Linked DNA regions of Sus scrofa: regions 1 and 3 are each linked to region 2. A link is a contact called in public Hi-C data. All regions are on one chromosome and are shown on one strand. The core of a region is the stretch at or near the end of the contact, and the rest is flanking DNA. Distances in the headings are between cores, read along the strand shown. Region 1 overlaps LOC110262151 (a long non-coding RNA gene). Region 2 holds the start of MAML3 (mastermind-like protein 3). Region 3 holds the start of SCOC (short coiled-coil protein).

What was found. A called contact is a pair of places that touch in the nucleus more often than the background predicts.
Region 1: a contact with region 2 is called in a Hi-C map of epiblast stem cells, with 2.0 times the contacts expected there. The contact joins the enhancer-like site here to the promoter of MAML3 in region 2. A contact is called at or near these places in 4 of 47 Hi-C or Micro-C datasets (embryonic fibroblasts, epiblast stem cells, fetal heart ventricle and 1 more).
Region 3: a contact with region 2 is called in a Hi-C map of liver, with 5 times the contacts expected there. The contact joins the promoter of SCOC here to the promoter of MAML3 in region 2. A contact is called at or near these places in 1 of 5 promoter capture datasets (liver) and 5 of 47 Hi-C or Micro-C datasets (heart right ventricle, liver, mesenteric adipose tissue and 1 more).

What each region holds. Positions count from the first base shown.
Region 1 is chr8:86,736,190-86,740,806 of Sscrofa11.1, reverse strand. All of the region lies in intron 2 of LOC110262151 (a long non-coding RNA gene), which reads right to left. Among named protein-coding and RNA genes, the nearest start is that of SCOC, 48 kb to the right of the region's middle. Within about 2 kb of position 1,351, at least 3 of the 83 cell types and tissues checked have an H3K27ac peak or open chromatin away from gene starts, as enhancers often do. A contact at or near this core is called in epiblast stem cells, where this site is marked.
Region 2 is chr8:86,878,017-86,882,507 of Sscrofa11.1, reverse strand. MAML3 (mastermind-like protein 3) reads right to left here and starts at 3,155. Exons shown (of 7, transcript XM_021100677.1): 1 at 1,865-3,155. The coding sequence starts at 2,335.
Region 3 is chr8:86,687,281-86,692,250 of Sscrofa11.1, reverse strand. It overlaps SCOC (short coiled-coil protein), which reads left to right and starts at 1,560. Exons shown (of 5, transcript XM_003357017.4): 1 at 1,560-1,616; 2 at 1,618-1,756. The coding sequence starts at 1,575. LOC110262150 (a long non-coding RNA gene) reads left to right here and starts at 1,761. Exons shown (of 2, transcript XR_002346763.1): 1 at 1,761-1,815; 2 at 3,671-4,181. It overlaps LOC110262151 (a long non-coding RNA gene), which reads right to left and starts at 1,522. Exons shown (of 4, transcript XR_002346765.1): 1 at 1,318-1,522.

The DNA of each region.
Region 1 (4,617 bases), core at 102-2,601, 140 kb after region 2:
CGGGGCCAGAGGGGCCTCTGAGACCTGGCTGCGCATAACCGTGACTGCCCCTCCAGTTCTCCAGGAGGCATGGCTAGGTGGTTGCTGGTGGTTCCCCGCCATTTTTTTCTTTTTCTGTCTATTCATTCGATAACCTCCTTTCACCAAATGGGCCTGAGTCCCTTGAATCCAAGAGAATCAAGCACTGGATCACACTTTCTATCAAGAACCTGAGGGTTAGGTGGCAAGTCAGTGTCCCCACAATATGTCTGGACTCCTACATAAAGAACCTATTTTTTTGACTCCAACAAATCCCCTGAACAGAATGTGGTGTCTTTTCTCTTTGTCGTGAGTGAAATAATAAAAATGCAAATCTCTGTTTCCTCTGGATGTCAACAGACATTCCTTTTCTAGGGGGAAGTGACCTTTGAGTAATGATACAAAGTAGTAGACTGTAGCTTAAATATTTTAAAAGGGAGTAATGTGGCTAACAATACGGAACATGTATTGTGTTAGCTCCGTGGGCTCTGTACTGCATGCCCTCATCTAGTCCTCACAATAGCCCTGTGAGACAGCTACATGTCTAGTCTCATTTTTATATTTTAGTGACTAACGTGAGACCATACAACCAAGAAGGGGTAGAATGGGATTCAAACTCTTTTTCTTTTTTTTGGCTTTTTAGGGCTGCACCCATGGCATATGGAGGTTCCTAGGCTAGGGGTCTAATTGGAGCTACACCTGCAGGCCTATGCCACAACCACAGCAGTGCAGGATCCAAGCTGTGTCTGCAACTTACACCACAGCTCACGGCAACACCGGATCCTTAACCCTCTGAGCGAGGCCAGGGATGGAGCCTGCAACCTCATGCTCCCTAGTCAGATTCGTTTCCGCTGAGCCACGATGGGAACTCCTCAAACTCTCTTTTTAAAATTGAAGTATAGTTGATCTATAATGCTCTGTGCATTTCAGGTGTACAGCACAGTGATTCAGTTATACATATGTATAAATATATACATATATTTTTCAGATTCCTTTCCCTTATAGGTTAATACAAAATATTGAGTCGAGCTCCCTGTGCTACAAGTAGGTCCTTGTTGATCTCTTTTACATACAGCAGTATGCATACATTAATCTCAACCTCCAATTTATCCCTCCCTCACCCGTTTCCCCTCAAACTCATTCTTAACTCCAGAGCCTGAGCTCCTAACTGGTGTTCTGTCGTGGAGGCAAACTCTCAAAACCATGTTTCACCCAGTCCCTGGATGGGCATTTTCTGTTCCCAGGATGTCTTCCATTAGCAGGCCCAAGCAGAGCCCATGCCTCACCTCTCTGTGGGGCAACTAGTTCTCTTCAGAGTGTCTTCGGCAACACCCACACCCTCTGGTGGACTCAGAGGAGTGATTCCTCTCAGCAGGCTTTGGAACACTTGAACCTGGATTGTAGAAGTCTCTACCTGCTTCTTGCCTTCCCCCCCATCCCCACCCCCAAGAGGAGAGGAGTGTGACAATATGACTTTATTATAGCAGAGAGGTACATGCAACCTGCACAGCAGCTGCAAGAGATCAGGTTGCTGCGGTCTTTCGTGGTGGTGAAACATTTCCAGAAATCAGAAAATGAGTCCCACAACCAAGTCCCTAATTGGGTCTCTCCAGAAGGGCATCGGACAGACGCTTGGGAAAATTTAATACAAAATGGGTTGTCCATGCCTGACACTTATTCGCGGTCAGGTGCAGTCTCATTAGCAGAAACACCAGCCAAAAACATACATCCCTGCTGTGGTCCTATCCGGGAGCTCTCGCCCAGTGCCAGCATCACTCAACAGCACTGAATGGGAGAAGTGTGGTAATTCTCTCAATTGTGCACTTTGGGGATATTTCATTCAGATGCTTATGTCAGTTTCTCAGGATCCCTCTTACATCCTCAGTGGGAGGCCGGGTCAGAACGGGGGCAGTTTCCCAAGTCAATAACTACTTTCCAAGAAGGAAAGCCAGGGATTTTTTTTTCTCTTGGAGCCACAGATTTACAAATACACTTATTCTTTAGTTATTTGTCATGCAAATAACGGTCATCCTTTCAGCTTGTGTATACAGCACTATATGTTGTCACAGAAATCTGTTTGCTTTACCTGCACCTTTGTAAGGACACACCTCCTGCTTAAGAGCCTTGACTGTGTCTTTGTTCAAGAGTCCTAAGTGGACCACCTCTTTAAAAAAGAAGAGATATTCTCAGGGCAGGGTGGGCAAGGGGAGCTAGGGTGGAGCAGGAATCTTTTCAGAATCACTTGGGGGATTCATTTGAACTGTCTTTCCCCTGCTGTCTCTACCACCCCACCCACCCCAACCCAGGAGGAGTCCTTACAATGGAGGGTACATCGAAGGCCTCAGATATATCTAAGTGGAAAGAAATCTTGAGTCACTAGACTCTAAAACGTATTAACCAAATAGAATGGTGACTAGGTCCCCGGGAATGGAATCCTTTTGTAGCAGGTATGATTCTAGGTCCACACATAAAGGTGTGCAAGCGAAATTAAATCTGTCATTTTAGAAATTAGCTAAATTTGAACTTGAGCCCTGATATCTCCAGGCTCATGAGAAAAGTATAACTTCAGTCATGCTGGTGACCTTCCCCCTTCCTCCCTCAAGGTCACCTCAAGTGTCTAGCATATTCTGGAGTGTGGAGGTGGGGTACTCTGGTATTTTCCATCTGTCTCAAAGGTTTCCACGGAGATTTCCTTGTGTTTGGTCCTAAGAGCTTTTCAGGACTGGTGGTACTCTGATGCTTCTGTTGACCTTAATCAAACAGTCCGCCAGCTATTTCTCCAGCAAAGATGGGCTTATTTGGGATCAGCAGAGAATTGCGATTTGAGGTCCCCAGCATGAATGGAGAGAACTCTTTTATAGAGTAGAAAAGGACATTGGGGAAGATAGTAAACAGAGAGCCCATGGCTTTTCATTGGCTGAGGCCTTGCCAGCAAAGAAGAGCAGTCTGCCTTTTCCCTATTGGGCTCTGCTGCTGTCACAGAGCATGAGAGCTCCCCTTCTGGTCTCCTGACTATTTAATTTTTTTTTTTTTGGTCTTTGCAGGGCTGCACCTATGGCATGTGGAGGTTCCCAGGTGAGGGGTCGAATCAGAGCTACAGCTGCCAGCCTACATCACAGCCCCAGCAAGGCCAGATCCAAGGTGCGGCTCCCACTAAGTGAGGCCAGGGATCAAACCCACAACCTCATGGTTCCTAGTTGGATTCATTTCTGATGTGCCATGGTGGGAACTTTTCTTCTGACTATTTTAACTGAGTTTTCTGTTTATTAATTTTTTTACACTTTTTTTTTCTTTTTAGGGCTGCACCTGTGGCTTATGTAGCTAGGTTCCCAGGCTAGGGGTCCAAACCGAGTTACAGCTGCAGGCCTACACCATAGCCACAGCAATGCCAGATCTTCACCACAGCTCATGGCAACGCTGGATCCTTAACCCACTGTGCGAGGCCAGGGATCCAGGGATCGAACCCTCAACCTCATGGTTCCTAGTCGGTTTCATTTCCACTGCGCCATGATGGGAACTTTTTTTTTTTTTTTAAACAATTCAAGTTATACCTAAGTCCAGAGAATCTTTTGGAGGCTTGATGTCCTGTCTACCTGGGTGGTGTATGCAGTGCCTCCCTTATGGGTTCTTGCAGCCTCCTCCTGCTCTATTTGAACACCTTCCCTGATCTCCAGTCCCAGTACAAGGACCTCTCTTCTAGTTTGGAAAAGGCTTCTCTTCCTTCTGTTACCCTCTTTGCCAGCAAACCTGCTAAGTTATACAATAGGCTCAGACATTAGGAAACAAAACCCAGAAATTCTTGGAAGTCACTTCTTTCTGTCCTACCACATATCCCTCTTTTTTTTTTTTTTTTTTTTTTCATCTTTGTAGGGCCACACCTGCGGCATATGGAGGTTCCCAGGCTAAGGGTAAAATCAGAGCTGCAGCTGCCAGCCTATGCCACAGCCACAGCCATGCAGGATCCGAGCCACATCTGTGACCTACACCACAGCTCACGCCAATGCCAGATCCTTAACCCAATGAGGAAGGCCAGGGATCGAACTGGCGACCTCATGGATACTAGTCAGGTTTATTTCCACTGAGCCATGATGGGAACTCCCCACATAACCTGCTTGAGGCACTGAATCAGCTCCACATTTGAGTGAGAGAAACATACAGAGAAGAAAAATCTATATAAATTAGTGACATGAAATACTATTCCATCATAGTTTTATACCTTCTTTATTGGTGATTCCCAGTTCCAGTTTCCAAATAAATCTAGAGAGGTATTTGGGGGCTGTTGCAAAAAATCCTCCCAAACTTTCAAAATCACGTTAATGCTGATAAAAGTTCAATTTGAAAACACAAATAATGGTTCTGGTTAAAGCTCAGAGATTGAAGAGCTGGTAACACCATTTTCCCCTTGTTACAATATGAAAAAGCTAGATAAATATAAAACTAACAACTCTGCCTGAACCTATCAGAGAACTGATATTGCAGGCAAACTGCTAACTTAAAACCAAGAGAAAGACAAAGGCCTGCAGGGAGAAAAAGGATTCAAGTGTTTGCTCACCTGAGACAGATGCTGCCAAATGCCATAAAAGCTGCTAAAAAGATTAA
Region 2 (4,491 bases), core at 1,906-4,405:
CGCTCTAGGCAGGCTCGGCTGCAGGGGAAGCGCGGGCCCACGGGGCGGGGGCGGCCGTGGGGTGGGGGGCAGGGCCGCGGGGCGCAGCGCCCCTCCCAGCCCAGCGGCCTCCGGGGCCGAGCCCGGCCGCTAAGCGGACAAAGCGCCTCCCGCTCCCTCCCCCAAGGCCGCGTTCCAGAAGGGAGGGGGAAGGCGGGCTCGAGGGAGGTGGGAGAAGGAAAAGGAGGGAGGAGGAGGAAAGGGAGGAGGGAAGGTGCTGCCGGCGGGAATGGGCAGGATCACGGCGAGGAGGGAGGGAGGAGGGGCTGGGTAGCCTCGGAGAACTGGGAGGAGGGAAAGATTCTTGAAGCCCAAGATAAACAAATTGTTCCTCTTCACGTGCGGGGTGGGAGGAGGGTGGGGAGCGAGCGCGGTCTCTCCTCTTCCCCTCCCCCAGGCCGGCTCTTTGTCACCGAGAGCCGGGAGAAAGCCCGCGCCGGCACCCGCACCACCCCTGGAGCCGACGACCCCTAGACCCAGGACGTGCGCGATTTATACGCCGCACACCGAGAGGGCCTCCCGCGCCGCCGATCGAGGTGCGGTCTGCAGGGGGAAACGGGAGAAAGCGCACCGCACCGCTGCGCTCCCAGATTCCCGCTTCCCGCCCCACCCCGCACACGCGCGCAACCCAACCCTGGCGGCGCGGCACGGCGGGGGAGGGGGCTGCAGACACCTTTCCCAAGCTTCCGGCTGCCCCCCCTCCTCCGCACCGCCCCCGCCAGAAAGGAAAGCAAAAGAACCGGAGAGGAGATAGGAGAAAGGATTCAACCCTCAGGGTTAAGGGGTGGGAACTGCCCCTTCCTCCCGGAGAAGTTAAGCCATTGGCTGCTCCTCCTACCTCGAACCCACCCACCCAACCATTTAAGCCTCTTTCACCTCCGCGCTACCTTCCACTTCTCCGGGCTTATCACACAGGCTCGGAAAGTTGGCAGGGAGTGGGGCGGGAGAGAAGCGGAGAAAGCTACATGCGAGCAAGTTTAAGAGGAGGAGGAGAAAGAATCCCCGGCGAAGTTGTGTGGCGGGGACTCTGGGCGCAAGCCCAGGGCGTCGCCCCCCCCCCTCCCGACCCCGCCGAGCCGCTCCCCGCTCGACCCTCGGGGCCGCTCCACCTGCCGGGGCAGCCCCGGCTCTCCAGCCGCGAGGGAGCGCACCCGCGCCCCGCATCCAAGCGCGCTCCCGCGGACGCGCGCGCGCAGCCACCCTCGCTGGTTTCTCACCCACTTCAAAGTTCATTCACAAAACTCTCAGACTTTCTCAGCCCGAAGAGGGTGAGCTGAGGGGGAGGGGGAGAGCATCTCCCTTCCTCCTCCTCCTCCTCCTCCTCCCCCCAGGGTTCGAGGGCCTGATGCCCGCCCAGAATCTGCGACAGCATCAATTTCTCCCCGCACCCAGAGGATGTGCTGAGAGGGGTGGGCGAAGGGGGACGGGTCTGGGGAGCCCAGGCGGCAAGGCGAGGGGTCGGGTGGGGAGCGGTGAAGACGAGGAGCGAGGTTTCAACTCTGGGTTCACTCTTTCAAATTGGTATTTGAGAACGGGAGAGGGGGGAAAACTTTTCCAGCACCTCACCCCGACGCTCCTCCAGGCTCCCTCCGCCCCTCGCAGTCGTGACTGGCTTCTCCCCCTCTCGCCCCCTCTTCTCCAAATCTGACAACCCTGACAGATTAACAGGTAGCGGCGACGGCAGCTTTTAGCTCAGGAAAGTTGACGTTAACCCTTCGGCTTCAGCCCACCTCACCCGCCTTGCAAATCAGATCCCCGTGCCCCCGTGTAAGAAGCTCCCCCCCCCCACGCGCGCGCCCCATGCCCGCTGCCAGCGCGCCCTCACCATGATCAGCGTGTGGTTCCTCTGCTCCGCCGAGGCAGCCTCCGCATCTTGCTGGGGTTTGCTCTGGTGCTGTTGCTTGCCGGTGCCGGCGCCGGATTTCTTGGCCCTCTGCTCCAGGGTCCGCTGGTAGAGGCTCACGGTGTCCCGGCGCTCCAGCTCCAGCTGCTCCACCTGAGCCTGCTGGTACCTGTTCTCGCAGTTGACGTGGTGCCGCCGGCAGCCCTCGATGCGCTGGCGGAGCCGCTCCACCACTGTGCTGTGCTTGGGGACCGCCGCCGATCCGCCGCCGGGGCCCCCGGAGCCGCCGCCACCGCAGCCGGCAGCGGGGTGATTGCTACTCGGAGCAGCGGGAGTACTATTGGGAGTATTATTCACACCGATCCCGGCCCCGCCGAGGCTGCTGTTCAGGCTACTGTTGATGCAAATACTACTGCCATTCGCGGCGGCAGCGGGGGCTGCGAAATCCCCCATCCTGCTCCCCGGGCACACTATTTTGGAAGAACTTTTTTTATCCACCCCCTATCAGCCTTCTCCTTGGGTCCAAGGATTAAAATAGTTTAAGTGGAACGCGGGGGAGACGCAAGCACATGGATGGAAACAGCGATCCCGGCCGGGCGAAAAAAAGGGGGAGAGATTTTGGGGTGGTTTTTTTGTTTCCTTTTTTAAACTGTAAAGCTCGAGGGGGAAAAAGAGGGGGGTGTTATCAGAATACCATCAGACACCTATCAACAAAAAGAATCACAACAAACTGAGCCAGCAGCAAATCGGGTTGCAACTCAAGGGGAGATCCGCTCTTCGCCTGCCTTCTTTTTATAATCCATTATTTTCTAATAAATTCCAGGAGATTTCCGGTAGTTGGCAAGCATTTTCTCCCTACGTACCGAAAAACACACCCCATGTACACACACAAGCATATGCCTCCAGTGCGGACACGCGCGACACACACTCACTCCACACCGCATCGGAAAACGGCAAGCTTGCTTATTGCATTTTCCTTCCACAAAAAAGTTTTGGTGTTTATGCCGCCCCGTGTTCTCAAAGTACTTTGGCTGCTCAGTTGCATTTCACAGGAACCTAGATATCGAATCCTCGGGCTGGGGGAAGTAAACACATGGACAGTCCGAGGCGACTGCAAAAGTAGATCGGTGAAGTCCTTTGCAAAACGCCGCGCGGAGAGCAGCCCCTAACGCTCGGCTGGGCTGCCGCTGCCGCCGCTGCTCCTGCCACCATCACAATGATCAACTGCTCGCCGCCGCCGCCGCCGCCGCCGCCGCCTCCTCCTCTCGCTCCTCCACCTCCTCCTCCTCCTCCATGCCAGCGGAGTGATATCAGGACGCGCGAGCTCAGTAAACACGGCAGCGGCGGCGGCTTGGAGGCCGTGAGACAGGCCCGGGGACACCGCGCAAAACCCGGCCCGGACTCTCACCCGGCTGGAGCGGGCGCGGCGCGCACAGGCACCCGGCTCCCGCCTCCCTCCGCTCGTCCTCCCCGCCCTTCCACGCCCCCAACCTCCCTACTACCGGGACTGGGAAGCCGGCGCTGCCAGAAAACAGAGAAAGAAAGATTCTGAGGGATCTTGGGAACGCATCAACTTTTGACCTGTGTGTGTGTGTGTGTGTGTGTGTGTGTGTGTGTGCGTGTGCGCGCGCGCCTGTGTCTGTGTGCGTGCGCGCGTGTGTATATATGTGTGTGCGCGCGAGCACGCGTGCGCGCACGGCCAGGGACGCGCCCGGCTGGCTGGATTTCCTTATTCCAAGCGAGGTATCAAGAGAGCCCAAGTTGTTGTTATACATTTATGCATTATATTGCAGAACCGTGCATGATCAGGCAGAAACACTGAAGCTTCACAGCAGTTGTCTGTCATCCCTATCCATGTGGAAAGAAAAAGGCAAATGAGTGGCTCGTTTGTTTGTAAAACCCAGGTAGTAAGTCCTGAATTGTAGTAACGCTGCTTATGAACACGCGTTCAAACTCTAGGCCATCTTAACACACAAATGCCAAATCCTGAACAAAAAGAAATAGGCAACAAAGAACTTGGAATATTATTTAATGCGCGGTACATAATGACTGCTGTTATTAGGGCAATTATTGTTTTACTTACTTGGAAGAAAAATTAAAATAAAGCAAACAGGGACTTGGAGGTGAGACTAACAGTACATTTTAACAGACTGTTTTGAACACTAGGTGCTAATGACAGCAGTAATTAAGGGTCCTTCGTAAATCAGGTGGAAAGATTGCAGATTTCATGGACTAGAACTATAGGAAAAACACAGCATTTCACAGTTTGTCAAAACAAAAACAAGCAAAAATAACAGGCTGACTTTATTGCTAGATATATTTCTTTCTGTTTAAATGAATTCACCATAAGTACAATTAAAATGGAGTGGCAACCAGAGAGAGTAATCTAAACTTTCCACTATCTTTCTGATATTATCAAAAATATCACCAACAACAATTAAGGATCAAATACAATATCCTTGAGTCTGGACTTAACCCATTGCAAATACATAATTGTGAAAAAATTAAAATAGGGAGTTCCCATCGTGGCTCAGCAGAATCAAATCTCACTAGCATCCATGTGGACACAGGTTCTATCCCTGGCCTGGCTCAGTGGGTTAAGGTTCCCA
Region 3 (4,970 bases), core at 311-2,810, 190 kb after region 2:
ACAAAATACAAATACTGTATGATTCTACTTACAGAAGGTGCCTAAAATAGTGAAAATGAGAGACAGAAAGAGTAGTGTTTGCCAGGGCCAGGCAGAACAGGTGAATGGGGAGTTGTTTAATGGGCACAGAGTTTCAGTTTTGCAAGATGAAAAGTTCTAGGGACTGATTGCACAAAAAGGAGAATATATTTAACGCTACTGAACAGCATACTTTAAAATGGTTTAAATGATAAATCTTTTATGCATATTTTACACTACTTAAAATTAAAAGCGGGAAAAAAACCCCAAACCTGTTCTTCTAGTGAAAAAAAAAAAAAAAAAAACCTCTCTTTTTAACGGTTCTCTTAGTCTTTGATATTCTGCAGTTTCATCATAATGTGTGCAGGTATGGAATTCCATATTTTAATCCTGCTCAAGAATAAGTACTTCTTGAATCTAATTCAAATATTTCACAACCCTGAAAAATTCTGTTATTATTCTTTGAATACTGCCCACACCCATTCTCTCTCATTTTGTCCCTATTAGATTTACGTTGGATCTTATTTTCCACTTATTAGCTCCTACATTGCATTCTCCTCATGGTGTGTAAATTTTCATCATGGTGTGTATCTTAATTCTGGTCAAGGCACAGTTTTCAAACACTGAAGGAATTTTTAAAATATATTCCTTAAAAGAAGTAAGGCTCTATCTTAGCAAACTGTTTTCAAACACTGAATGGAATTTTTAAAATATATTTCTTAAAAGAGGTAAGGCTCTATCTTAGCAAACTGTGCTAGAAGTCAGTCAAGAAATAGGAAGACGCATGGCTCACCTTTATAACTCAGAAGAATGTGTCAAAGCAAAAACAATAACAAATATTAAAAACAAGCAGGATGCTGCTTTGTGTCAAGTGCCAGGTATCTGTGAATGGTATAAAGCCAGATTACATTACATCACAAAGCCTGGCACACAGCATTTCACACTGTGTCTATACCTTGAGCAGGACATTTATTTACTCTTAAGTTTCATTTTATGGGTTGCGGTGAGGATCAAATGGGATAAAGTGATCAAAAGGGCTATACACCAAAATAGTACTATGATATTTTCTCAATCCTAAAATATGAATAAATGGTCAGGCGCACTGTGAATTTTGTAACAGTTTGGGTAAGATGCTGTGAGGTACAATCCATTAGGGGAGCACTTAATGGGAAATTTAAAAATATGGAAAAGTCTGCTTTTAGAATTGAAGAACCTCAGTACTTTTCCCTTTATGTTCACACTTGCCCTCTTCTTGATATTGAATGATTTCTCTCTTGCCCAGTGTTCGATTTTACCAACCTCCTGCCTGACAGCTGACAGAATTCGCCACACTCCCTTCCTGGCCTCATTTTCAGGGTCCTGCTGAAACTGAAGAGCGGCTTGTCTCAGGTTGGCTTTCACACGCTTAGTTTAGCTCCTGTACTGTCATTGGGTGTTGCGATTCCTGGACCCGCCCACAACTTCCTCAATTCTGATTGGATGCCGGTGTCCTTTTGTTATGGCAAAAGGTGGATCCCGGGGCTTTGAGATTGGACAACTGGGGCGTCGGGCAGCGAATGCGCAGGCGTGACTTCTTGAGTGGGGATTGGCTGACGACGGGGGCGAGACGGGGCGGGCCTCCCGCCTCGGCGCACGCTCTGTGGGCAGAGAGGGCGGGGCTGCTAGTGCCAGTCGACCCAAGTATCCCGGCCTGAGGCGTCCTCCCGATCCCTCCCCCTGCCGGCGCCTCTAACGGCAGGTGAGGGCCGTCGTGGGCCGCGGAGGGCCTAACCCCGGGCTGCTGGCGTTGGGGCCTCGGTATCGCCGAGGGCCTGGAGGGCGGGGCGGGCTGGATGCCGCCTGGCGCTTCGGGGACTTGGGAAGAGCATCTTACGGCCGGGGCATCTGCCGGTCGACTGGGGCCTGGCTCCCTGCAAACCCCTGCGCAACCTTTTTCTCATCGTCTCATTATTGGGCCCAGAGGTTCCTTTGTTGGGGGCCACCCTCCTTCCCTGGGGCGGACCTTTCCCCGCAGCTCCTGAGTCCAAGGCCTCTGTCCAAATCCTGGCCTGAAATGGGACCGCTGGAGGGGCGTTCGGGTGGGATGAGACCAGGCACGCCTGGACTTGACCGCGGCTGCTCTGCAGCGATGGGGGAGAGGACGCCGAGGCGCGGGGAGGGAAGCGAGGGAGCGGTAAAACAAGGGCTGGCGACATCCTTTCAGGGGCTGAAACCAGCCATTGGCTTGATGTTTCAATGGGCTACTCTTCAGGGTCCTGCTGGACAAGTTCGGGGGAGTTAGGGTTGGAAAGGAGAAACCGGAGACATTCCTGAAAGGGAAGACTTTTGTTGTTCAGTGTTTTGTTCCAGTACTATGACGTAATAGTTTTAAGGACAGATGCTGTGCTCTTTTCCCAACACTGTATCTGTACCTGAGGCTCCAAAGCTATGCCTGTGTATTCTGTGCCTATACTTACTCATTGATTAAACTCAGTATAGCTAGCCACGCTGGGGATCTAGTTTATGATCAATTCCTTAACCTGATGGAATTTAAAATTAGACTTACCTAACCACAACAAGTCAATCTGAAGGGATCTGAACAAGCGTTGCTGAAAGTAGATGCAGCTTGAAGGGAATGAAATTTGCCTTCAGTTGCTTAGATAATAGAAATATCAAAGGAATTTGACATCAAACTTTGCAGAATGTTTGGCACATTTAGTTTAGGGTCGTATTAATGTGTCTTCCATTGCATCGGGAAAAAGCAGGGACTTCATGTTAGACCTGAGTTCAAATTCTTGATTGTTCACATTTGTAAATTGCAATCAATGTCTTGTTGATTTGATGAATCAGTAACAGATGTAAAGAATTTAGTATATTAATGCATAGTGATGTTATTTTAGTAGTCTTATTAGTTTACTAGTAAGGGGATAACATGATAAAAATGAGTTTTAGATGCAGAAAAGTTGGGTGGTTGAGGTTGGACTGGGAAGTCTCAAAATCTCAGGTCTCAGATGTAAGCTTACCTGTGGTGCTGTGGTGGAACAAAAACTAGACTGGGACATTGACTGTAGTCTTGGTTGTCGGTAACTTCTGCTAATGATCTTGGTAAACCGTTATTAGTATCATCTTGGCCTAGGTTTATTAGTAAAATGAGGCAATTGGACTAGGTGATTTTTCTAAAATTCTTTTTGTAGCCTGAAATAGAGCTAAAAGGTAGAGAATAGCTTACATTACTGAATACCTTCTGTGTATTGTTGCAAGCACATTATATGTATCAACTCACAAAAATCTCAAGGAAACTATGAGGTACTGTTGTTACTAAGTTCATTATACAAAAGAAGAGACAGGCTGAGATGTTAATGGTTACCTAATGGTCCAGAGTTTATAAATAGCAGAGCTAGGATTTGAATCCAGGTTATCTAAATCCGAGTTCTTAATCACCATATTTAAACTGCCTCTTGTGAAGAGGGATGTCCTGGTACTCTTGGGAGTACAGGAGAAGAAGGTAGAGGGGTATTCCATAAGATGCTGGTCCTTGGTCACAGCTGGGTGTGTGGGCATAGAAGATGGGCCTATTATTGATGCTTGCCACACTTGCTAATCCTTGTTTTCTCTATACTTCCACTTCCTGGCCTTAAATTATCAAACTAATTCTAGATTCTCTTCCACTAAGGCTAGATGAAGATGGTCACCAAAATTTACTGTGATTTTTGAGAAAAGTTTTATGAAATCTGACCTCATCTTAGGTCAGAGTCAAGGAATCCCAGACAACTGTATCCATTTTGGAGCTAAGGCAGATTTCAGTTAAACAGATTATTTTTACTATCCCACATTTGTTTCATTGTTCCCACACTTGATAGTTTGGTCTGGATTCTCACTCTTTTCAGATTTGCATTTATGTATAGAAGGAGATGAAAATGAACTCCTTTTTTTGGGGGAGGGGGAGCCGTACCCACAGCATGTGGAAGTTCCTGGGCCAGGGACTGAACTTGTGCCGCAGCAGTGACCTGAGCTGCTGCATTGACAGTGCCAGATCCTTAACCCTCTGCACCGCAAGAGAACTCCCAAGATGAACTCATAAAAGCACATTTGATGTGGAATCAGATTGATATGAGAGCAACTACAGATTAAGAAAAAGAATTTTGTCGTTGAAAAATGCAGTCTTCTATCATGTTTATGATATAGTAAGTACTTGCTAACACAGGCACTGCAAAGTTTGAGAACTGATCCTGTTTTAAAGAAAATAAAATCCATGGCTAAAATACTTTGATATAAAGAACTCAACAAACTTTTTTTTTTGTCTTTTTGCCATTTCTTGGGCCACTCCCGCGGCATATGGAGGTTCCCAGGCTAGGGGTCTAATCAGAGCTGTAGCCACCGGCCTGCGCCAGAGCCACAGCAACTCGGGATCTGAGCCGCATCTGCGACCTACACCACAGCTCACGGCAAAGCCAGATCCTTAACCCACTGAGCAAGGCCAGGGATCGAACCTGAAACCTCATGGTTCCTAGTCGAATTTGTTAACCACTGAGCCATGACGGGAACTCCTCAACAAACCTTTTGATGCCAACAGTAATTTTTCCTCTAATGAGCCCCCTCCACCCTGTTCAACTTTTTTTCTTTTACTTTTTCATAATGTCAAACTGTTGATAAGCTCTGGGCAGATTTGCTATTGTTTGGGTTATATGTGGCCAAAATTTCAGAAACTGTCTTCTTTTTTCCTTAGCTACCACATTGGTCAGTATGGAGGACTTTGGTTTTATAGAAGACTTTTGGGCAAAAGTATAACCATTCTATGCTAAATCTAATTTCACAGTCGAGGGCATTGATTTTCTGATTATCTGTTGCTTTGACTTGTGTATCATGTAACTTCCCAGCTGCCATGAAAATCCTTTTTCAGCCGTATTCATAAAAGACTGGATATTGAGTTCCCCCTGTGGCACAGATTAAGAACCTGACTGTAGTGGCTTGGG